4 separate regions of the Gossypium hirsutum genome follow, and all the other regions are linked to region 1. Evidence: chromatin contacts called from public Hi-C data. All regions are on one chromosome and are shown on one strand. The core of a region is the stretch at or near the end of the contact, and the rest is flanking DNA. Distances in the headings are between cores, read along the strand shown. Region 1 holds the start of LOC107935191 (U-box domain-containing protein 30). Region 2 holds the start of LOC107945342 (prostamide/prostaglandin F synthase). Region 3 holds the start of LOC107941190 (basic leucine zipper 4). Region 4 holds the start of LOC107945465.

Region 1 (2,530 bases), core at 18-2,517:
GAACGGCAATCGCCTCTGAACCAACAGCATGGGAAGTAAATGGACCTAACAAGGATGAAATTAGAGAAACTCCACCTTCATCAACCACTGTCTTCATTGCTGTTGCACGTGCAGCCACAACTTGCTTAAGCTCCTTCAAGGCTTGAATCCTGGCCTGACCTTTAGCCTTCTTCAAGGTCTGAAGAAGCTCACTTACCCTTCCTTGTACATCCTCGGATCTCTTCTTCATAAGCAAATATTTCTGCGAAAACCAAGTGTAAATCAAATGGTAAAGGGTTCTATTTGGGGTAACAGAATCATCCCAGAGTTCTTGCATTGTAGTGGGGCAAGTATAGTGCCCCAAATTGAACCATTTGAGAATGTTGGACCTCTCATATGTTTGGCCAGTGCAAAGAGTTACAGGGTCTTGCATTGGCTCAAGAGAGATGGGACAAATAAACACAGAAGGAATCTCAGGTAAATCAAGCTCTTCAATCATTTTCTTCAGATCTAATTTCTCACCAACGGCAGCACCAATGACTCCACCACCAACACCACCCAAAACCCCATCTTTAACAGCAGTATCCAGATCCAGAACTTGCCCATCACCACTACCATCAAATGCAGCAACAACCACCCCATCCGTCTTTGAGGGTTGAAACATGGGCATCTTTGAAACCCGCCCTTCTTTTTCCGAAAAAAAAGAGATAAAGCAACACAGATTCTCAAGGTACCAAAAAAGAAGGATTATTTTTAAAACCCCTCTACACTACCCACAACAAGCTCTAAATTCACTGCACTGACAAGCACCCTTCAACCCACATTATGAAAAAAGAATGGAACTTGTATATTTCCAATCAATTCCTCTCTCATTGACAAATCATAAAGCAAGAAATATACCTTCTTTTTCTCCCTACAAACTCACACATCTATTTTGCTTTATCCTGATCTCTTTTTCTAGGGTCAAAAGTCCATCATAATAACAATAATATCACGAATAAACACACAATAACCAAGCTCCCATCTTTCACTTCTTGTACAAGCTTCCCATCATCAAGCCCCCCAAAACAGCAAAAATAAGTAGGCATAGAAAAGAAAGATACTAGTAAAAGAAAGCAGTCAAAGATAAACAGTTAAAAGAGTAGTACAAAAGCTAATCAATTAGCCCTTTTTCCTCTAAACCCAACCATTAATGGTACAGAAAAATTAGGGGGGGAAAACCCAAACAAGAAAAAAATGAAAAAGCTTCAAGAATTTAGTGAAGAGAATCAACTTATTGTGAAAACAGGCCTTACCACAAAATGGAGAGAAAAAGAACAGAGAAAGCCATGTCCTGCAAAGGCTTCCCTACTGCTCTTCTTTTGGGGCAGTTGTTTGCTGGATAAAAATAAAATAATTTTAAAATTATTAAAAAAAACCTTCACGAAAAATAATAAAAATTAATTATTAATGAGATATCTTAATATATTAATGCATTGCTTCTTCTTTTTTTCTTTTTTTTTTCCATGAAATGACCTTTTTTTCCCCTAATATTTTACCAGAGTAAAAAAAAGAAAGAAAGAAGCGAAAGTTGAAATTACCAAGTTACCGGCAATCAAGCCATCCGACCCGCACACCACACGTGCAGTCATATCAATTCTTTGCCGTAATCTCCCGGCTATTACTTTTAATTTAACAGTGATGTTACTAAAAAGTTAGTTTTCATTAATAAATTGAACTAATGAATGGATTCAAGATTTTGATTTTAATGTTTGTTGTTGTAGCTAAAAGGAATCTCTTTTCAACTTAAGAAACTTCATCCACATATGTTATGTGGACAAAATCTAATTTCAAAATTAATCATCATCTATTTTCAGTTCTTTAATGTCATTCTTATATTATTTATAACTACTCATTTATAGAAATTTTATTTACCTAAAAGAATTATGGGGGCCCTACTTTTTTTATTTTTAAAAAGAAAAATAATTTCATGTGTTTATTTATTTTAGGTAAAGTGCCAGCAAAGCATTTTGACCGTGACAGTTTTGCTTTGACTGCACGCCTGTGCTGCTTCACTTTTCCGGTCTTTGCGTTGACTGCCTTTGCCCCCACTTCCAGATCTAACCAATCACCACCTGCCACGTAGACACGAGAGCCCTGCCTCTTTTTTAATAATGACTTGAAATTAGTATTTGTTTATTTTTCTGTGCCATGGTACAGTGAGTGTTCAGCATAATATCATAAGTATTTCACGCTCCCTCGTTTTTCCAGATTTTTTTTTTAATAATTCATATGCAAATATTAATAATTATTGACCAAATACAATATGGTCTATAATTAGGATTTGAAATTTGGGTGGTAAGGGCTGCAAAGTGTTGGTTGGGAGCCGCTTCTCATAATTATTATTTAATTAATTGCATTAAAGTGTAATAAAATAATAAATATTTGAGTAGTTCGCAAACTCGATGGGTGAGGTTGGAATTAATTAGATTAATTGGCTATTAATACTGGACAGCTTTGTTTTTTTTGGACTTATATGTTTTTAAGTAATATATTAACACAACAATTATTT
Region 2 (2,530 bases), core at 19-2,518, 400 kb before region 1:
TCATTATGCTGGAACTTTGCAACATATATCAAACACTTGATCTAAAGGTGCATGGTCACCTGTTCCTTCATCTTTATGAGCATATAACAGTTGTTTACCTTTGAACACAAACATCCCTCCCTGATAGTACCAAAGAGGAAAACTTATATTATAACATTGAATTTAGGCTTATACAAGCTAAAATGAAATTAGGCTTACCTCTTGCAGTACACTACTTGTTTCGTCAGGGGTGGCCTCAATTGTATAGTTTTTTACAGCTTCTTGCAGGGACTCAAATCTTGAAAACACTTTAGTCTGCACGACATAGACAGTGTATGATTGACAAGCATGTGTTTGATTTATTTTTACACTCCATCAATGTAATAGATGTTTGTGTCCAAAATTACTGAAATCTGAAAAATCGAGAACAAAATACTGCAGAGAATGGAAAAGAGATGTACACTTGCTGGGTTGAAAAACGTACGACCAAAGCCATAATATAGGCCCAAAATATCATATGCCTGAGAAGGAGAATGTTAAAAAACCAAGTAAAGGGAAAATATGGATCCATTAACACTGTGATATTACCTCCCGGTTTGGATCAGCGTAAAGGCAATCCATTGGAAATGGTAGCTGAATCAATTTCAGTGAGCCAACTTAAGAAATTTGTTAACAACAATAATTATAATAATAATAAATTTGGTATCAATGGTACCCGTTCTGCAAGCAAACGTGCTTTGTTAGGTGTACCAACGCCGATTGCAATCAGTTTAACTCCAGCCGATTCAAATCTTGCTTTTGCTTCTTCCAATCCTAAAGCAAGTTCCCAGCTAATAATGAATCAAAGAACATAACTTGTTTAGCAATGAATCATATAAATTTACACACACAATAAATAAATAAATAAATAAATAAATAAATAAACTCCCAGTGGAGTGAGTACCAACAAGGGCATCCGAAATGGCGTAGAAGTGCAACAACTGCAATTCCCTGTTGGGGGTGAAGAGAAGAAATTAGTAAAAGGCTAAGATCGGAGCAAGTTTTTAGCAATAAGAAAGGAGTAAAATTTACTTGGTTTTGGTCCCAAAGGTCTTTGAGAAAGACAGGCTGATCAGCAGCAGTGAAAATGGTAACATCCCCAAGGACGTCACCTATATCTGCACTGAATTCAGAGGCAGAGGCTTTTCCCACGACCCCAGAGTTGTCGGTGCCATTATTGCTTGTGAAAAGCTTGGCTGGTTTTAATTTTATAGGAGAAGAATGGGGAATTTCAATGAAGGAGTTTGAGATCCAAATTTAAGAGAATTGAGTGAAGAAAAACATAGAGGTCGCACCGATTGCAGGTTTTGTGAAGGTAAGGTGGTCATTGTAGGGATACAGAGGGTGGGAAACTGGAAACTTTCCAAGAAACAAAAAATGGTCGATTTGTTTTGACCCCAATTTTATTTGATGAAATTTGTGGAGGGAGGAATTTCTTGTTGCTGGAATGGTGGTTGAGAGATCATTAACGTTTTTATTGTGTGGGCTGCTTATTTGGATTAGGTTTTCAATTGGGTGGGATCTAGCCCACTAAATCACTTCTTTTTTTCAAGTCCAATATTATTTCCTTTCTAAGAGTTTTTACCAACTATCTTCATCTTTTCGTGGCAGTATTGCCATTAGACTGCTCAATGATTCCTTAATTAGATAACTGATGAGCCATTGACTGCCACCCAACTTAAACTTCCTTCTAAGTTTTAAATTGGTACCTAAATTAAATACTTGAATTTAGTTTTTTTAACTTAAAGCTTTTTTTTTGGTCCAAATTAATATTTACAATGAATGACTTATTTGAACCAATTTGAATTATGAAGCCAAGTTCAAGTACCTAATTGGATAAAAAAACCCTTAAATATCAATTTGAACCTTAAAACTTTATCATGGTTCCACCAATTGATATGTTTCCACAAATAAATTGAAATTCAATTTCTTGCATTGTATCTTCAATTTTTGGAAACCTATTCCATGAACGCACAAAATCTTTCAAATTACATCTGATTCAGCCTAGATATTGTAGATATTTTTCCATTTTCATCCCCGAGCATTTTAAATTTCCCATTTCTCAAATCATCCAATGACATGAATTAATTGATAGAGCTAAAACAAATTTGGTCTAATTTCATATACTATACGAAAAAAATTATACTCAAATTTGAATTTATATTTACAATAAACAGAATTGATAAATGAAATTTAGCAGCGTAGACATTTGTATAGAATAAATCTCTACCATTACATATCCCAATCTCGATTTCAACATATCTAACCTATAAATCAAATAGCCATTGGCCCTTGAAGAGTATTGCTAGGCTTCCATCATGGTTGTGTCCATGTAACCACTTCTAATCAAATTGGTGCCCTCTAACGAAGCCGAAACTGGGCCGATTGAAAGCAACGCGTGTCCATAAAAGGGTGAATATCATCTTCAGTACCTTGGGGCCCTCAAATTGGTGGCAGATCATGAAGCAATCTTTAGCTAAAAAACCAAACCTTGCTAGGTAAAATTTGTACA
Region 3 (2,530 bases), core at 15-2,514, 280 kb before region 1:
GCCCGAATATCATTAAGTTCGAACTCGATTTGAAATTTAAAGCTTAATATTTGACTCAAATTTTAAAATTTATTTTCAAGTTCGAGCTCGATTAAATTTATTTATTAATTTTTGCATTTAAACTTGAACTCAACTCAAAATTTACATAATTTAACAATATGAAAAAAATAAAAAATTCAATATAGCTTGTGAACAGCTTGAATTTAGTTCGATAATCATCGAATCGAATTTAAATAGTTTACGAAGACCAATATATTTTATCATATATAATATTAGAGAAAGGTATCTTAGAAATTTGTGTCTCCAAACTCAATGGAGTGATGAAATGAAACCCAAAATTAAATGATAACTTTGAGACAATGGGATGAGATTATATAAAATAATAAAAAAGTAAGTTTCAATGATTTGCCATATTGCATTAAACGTATAGTGGGAGGGATTTTTCAAAGCTAACAACAAAAAAGAAGAAAACAAAAATAACGTTGACAAAAGCCAAACACTGACTCAACTTATTTCTACACTACAATACTGTGTGGTTTCGTATCTCTTTTAATTTACAGAAACCCATCCATTTTCTTTCTCTAACACCATTTTAATTTACAGAAAGAGATAGCTAGTTTCTCCCTTTTGGAGAGAAATTTAATGTAGTTTTATTGTGAATGCGTTTAGATGATTAATGGTGGTGGAATTTGTTCGGACATGACAGTCACGTTATTGCATGGCCATGCAGATGAAAACTGCTGCAGCTGCTTGAATAGCAAAATTTGATGCATGTCCGACAATTTTTGTCGGAGCACAGTGGACTCAGATCGGAGGCGGTCGTTGTCAGTCCTTACACGATGACAGTGGTACAAAAGGAACCTCAAACGGTTAGTCAGTTCTCGGTTCTCGATTCTAAGCCGGTTCGCCTGGTTCCTTAGGTTTTCTAAATGATTCCGTTTACGCATCCGTGACCTCCTGGCCGATTCCCGGTTCGATATCATGCGTCTTCTCTTTCGTTCATCGATGATGGAAAGCGTTTGGTTTGATTCGTCCAAACCGGAATTGGAGTGGGCTTGGGTTTGGTTCGGTTCAATCGGAGCGGGTCCTACTGACTGGGTATTGGAAAAAAGTTGGGAGCAATCCCAAGCGCTTTGGAGAGAGGGAAATGGATCACTTTGTATCATGGGATTGGAGGAAATAATGGCCGGAACAGTGGACAACATGGCTTCCTTTAAGAATAACAAACATACATGGGGAAGGTAAAGGGAAGAAATGCAGCGTAGGAGGCATGTATTTATGGGCAGCTCAAGGGTAGTTTTGTAATATTATCAATAAAGTAGAGTTAATAAAAAAGCCATTTATTTAGGTGATGGGTGGGAGTAGATAGATGGTTCAAGTCTCCACCAGATCAAAAGCATTCGATCATGTCCATCCATGAGGCCTACTTTTAAATTTTATTACAATTTAATCAAACATTTATGGGGGGGCATCATTACCCCATAATTAATTTAATTCAACAAATGAACAGGAATGTAAAAGAAATTTAAGTTCCTGCTTCTGAGGAAGTTCCTGAATGGAAGGAACATCACATAAATTCCTACTTCCTCATGGATCATTCTCCAAAATTTTCAACCAAGGATCTAGAGTCTTGTTTCGGTAAAAATAATTTAGAAATTAATAATTTTAGGAGGAATTTTGATATCGGATTTAACTCACTCAATTCCTTTTTTTTTCAAATTTCATTATTTTATTTTTAATACACATGGTCCCACTATAAATACAAATAAAAGGTCACTTTCAAAAAAATATTTTTCATAATTTTAGTTTTTTTTAAATTATTTATAATTTTTACAAATCTAATGATATTCAATATTGAATATTTTCTATATTATTATTTTTCTTTTATAATTATATTTGTAGTTTGTAAAATTTCATTAATTCAAGTTTTCATAAAAGAACTATTTATCCAAAACAATCAATTACAATTATTACCATTTTGAATTTATGAATTCTAAAATACTAACATTTTAAAAATCTCTAAAAATTTAAAATTCTTCGCCCATCCCCACTCTTAAAAGTTTAAACATAAACATATGTATTTAGTATATAAATCAGATTATATACAACAATTAAGGGTAAACTATAAAAATAGTCACCCAACTATGTCTTTAGTTCTATTTTAGTCGCTTAGCTATTGGCTTTTTTTATTTATTTAATCACTAAACTTTTTGAAATTAAATATTTTAATCATTCCCCCATTAGTTGCCATTAGATGAGTGACAGAATGCCCTTTTTTTATTGGTCTAATAACAAATGCAACCCTCTGATGTTTAGACATTCTATCAATTTGATCTTAAATATTAAAAAAATTCAAAAAATTTAGCTATCAATGCTTACAAAATTATATTCAAATTCTAAAAAAAATCCAATAACTTTAACCTTCAATGTAATGCCTCAAAATTTTGAACTTTTGTTTGTTAAATTTAGTCATAAGATACGTATTTACTTCAGTGGTCTGGAGCCTTGATTGTGTGTTTGAGATTAGGGG
Region 4 (2,530 bases), core at 19-2,518, 270 kb after region 1:
TATTCCTCCTTTTAACTTTTCCACGTAGTTTACATGTTTCCTTTCATATTTGGCATAAGAAATCTAAAATGCCATCCTATATCTTCGCTTGATGCACCCTTTAAATTAAATCTACCTCAAATTATAATGCATAATTTTTTAATAAATTAAACCTTGAACAATTTTTTTATATTAAACCTTTAAATAAAATTAAATTATAAAAAATTTAAACCTTTAACTTAAATTTCAAGATAGAAAACGAAAATATAAAAATAATAATCCATAAGGTTTTTAATAAATTAAACCTTTTAATTATTTTTTATATTAAACTTTTAACTAAAATTAAATATAAAAAATTTTAAATACATGATGGCATATTTTATGATTAGTTATACAATAATCATAATTTCATAACTATAATTATTAATAATATAAAAAATAACAATCAAATAACCAAACCAAAATAATAAACAAATATAAGTAATCATTAAATAACCCATTAAAATAACTAACAAATATAACTCATAATCAAGTAAACCATAAAAATATTAAATGAAAACTATGTTTAAACACAAAATCAACCCAAAGTCCAAATACCATCAGCCACCCACCCATAATCTACCTACCCATTCCCACTCAAATACCCAAATCCCCAAACTTAGGCCAAACCCATAAAAAACATCATGGCCCCCATCACGATTATACCCAAACATGGGTCCGGCGGAACTAATCTAAAATTTTAAGTTTGTTTTCTAAATTTGAGTCTAACTTAACTTAAAAATCACACTTAAAATTTTACTTAAACTCGATCCGATCTATTTGTATTAATTTTTTTATGTATTATTTTTATATAAAAATAAATATTAAAAATATAATACATTAAACACACTAAAAATATTAAAATAATTTTTTTCTCAAACATTGAAAATATATTTAAAAAATCTTTATATTTAAATAACACTAATATAATATTCAAATAATAACAATAAAATAGTACCAATATAATAATAAAATGAGAGTAAAATATCATCAAAATAGCAACAAACAACAACAAAATAGCAGTACAAAAAACATTTAGGTATATTCGAGCCAAGCCTGACAGGTCAAAAAAATCTTACCCAATATCTATTTTTTTATCTAATCTAATTTTTTAAGCCTGTATTTTACCAAAACACTCTCACTTTTCAAACAGCTTTCGAGCTTAGATGAATGAATAAAAAATACAGCAAATAATAACAAAATAATAGCAAATAACAATAAAAGGATATCTAAACAAATTCAGAAGGAGCCGGGTCAGGCCGAAAAAATCTTCCACACCCTGTTTAGAAAGCGGGCTTGATTCCCAAATTATAACCTTCTATTTTTTTCCAGCATTTGTTTTTGTTTCATTTTTTCGTTCTGTCCGAAACAGAAAGTTAGAAAACTCTCTTTCTTACCCCCAAAACTCCCTATTCCATAAAACTTTCTCCCATAAAAATCTCATGAATCTAAGATCTAACTTCTAATCCTTGCTTAGTCCTTCGTTCTCCTCCTCACGTCTGCATCAAAAATGGAGAAACAAAACAAAGATCAAGACAGACTCAAGTGAAAATAGGTACTTGAAAATTTAAGCAATTTCTTGACTCTTGATGTGTATTGTAGATGAGGGAATGACGGGTTGCTTGGTTTTTGGCTGGATTTGAGTGTGTGTACTTTTTTTTGTTTTGTTTTAAACATTGAGTTTGAGGTTTGAGAAATGAAGTTATGTTTTTAGTTTTTACTTGTGTTTTAGACTCTGTTTAGATAACTCGAGCTGCTAACTAAGCCATATTACAGAACTATTATTGTTACCTTTGCAAAGTTTGGGCAACTGATATCAGTGTCCAGAAAGCACTTTATATCAGAAGGTACCAATTGAAACTCAACAACAACACCAGGTAAATTAGCTAAGTTAAATTAATGAATTGTTGATGTTGAATGCCAGTGAACAATCAAAGAATGGGTAAGATGTTACAAAAGCATGGACTATGACTATGATGTTGTGAATGCTTTAAGCTATCATCTATGTCTCTTAATTTTCGGTGTTTTGGAAGTTGGGTCCGTTACAGTGGGTTCTAAGTTTGGTGTTGGAGTGAAAAAAGACCAAAACGACGCTACTAATAAAAGAGCTAAAAAGGCACCACCAAAGACAAGAAAGCCATCGAGCAGACACCAAAACGACCGGTTCCGACTCCGACTGTATTTTCAAAGTCCTGCCTATGCATGCTTTCCTCAATTTCTCAAGTCCGACTCAACAATGGGTACCAGGAAACGGGACCTCCCCTCTGCTTTGCTTCTCTGCCTTATCTTCTTCCTTCTTTCAAGTTTTTCCTCCTTTGCATCTGCCCAGAAACTTTCTTTGGGTACTCTCTGCCTTCTTTTTCTTTCTTACTTCTTGCATGTTTATCTTAACTCTCTGAATTCTATGAATTAGGGTTTTCTTTTTGCCTTTTAGTGGTTAAAGAGTTAAATCTTGATGAAATTAGATGGATAAGGAATCAAATGTTCATATAGCTTTAGTTGGTTGGGTTGT

What was found. A called contact is a pair of places that touch in the nucleus more often than the background predicts.
Region 2: a Hi-C map of leaf shows a contact between it and region 1, with 2.4 times the contacts expected there. The contact joins the promoter of LOC107945342 here to the promoter of LOC107935191 in region 1. A contact is called at or near these places in 3 of 34 Hi-C or Micro-C datasets (anther and leaf).
Region 3: a contact with region 1 is called in a Hi-C map of leaf, with 1.9 times the contacts expected there. The contact joins the promoter of LOC107941190 here to the promoter of LOC107935191 in region 1. A contact is called at or near these places in 8 of 34 Hi-C or Micro-C datasets (anther, hypocotyl, leaf and 1 more).
Region 4: a Hi-C map of leaf shows a contact between it and region 1, with 2.0 times the contacts expected there. The contact joins the promoter of LOC107945465 here to the promoter of LOC107935191 in region 1. A contact is called at or near these places in 8 of 34 Hi-C or Micro-C datasets (anther, hypocotyl, leaf and 1 more).

Annotation. Positions count from the first base shown.
Region 1 is chrD12:27,089,304-27,091,833 of Gossypium_hirsutum_v2.1, forward strand. LOC107935191 (U-box domain-containing protein 30) reads right to left here and starts at 1,268. Exons shown (of 1, transcript XM_016867760.2): 1 at 1-1,268. The coding sequence starts at 649.
Region 2 is chrD12:26,685,125-26,687,654 of Gossypium_hirsutum_v2.1, forward strand. It overlaps LOC107945342 (prostamide/prostaglandin F synthase), which reads right to left and starts at 1,269. Exons shown (of 7, transcript XM_041107972.1): 1 at 1,051-1,269; 2 at 923-969; 3 at 695-809; 4 at 568-612; 5 at 441-500; 6 at 199-294; 7 at 1-120. The coding sequence starts at 1,269. The coding sequence ends at 4.
Region 3 is chrD12:26,804,763-26,807,292 of Gossypium_hirsutum_v2.1, forward strand. LOC107941190 (basic leucine zipper 4) reads right to left here and starts at 1,265. Exons shown (of 1, transcript XM_016874742.2): 1 at 381-1,265. The coding sequence starts at 1,205. The coding sequence ends at 666.
Region 4 is chrD12:27,354,473-27,357,002 of Gossypium_hirsutum_v2.1, forward strand. LOC107945465 reads left to right here and starts at 1,269. Exons shown (of 10, transcript XM_016879481.2): 1 at 1,269-2,360. The coding sequence starts at 1,979.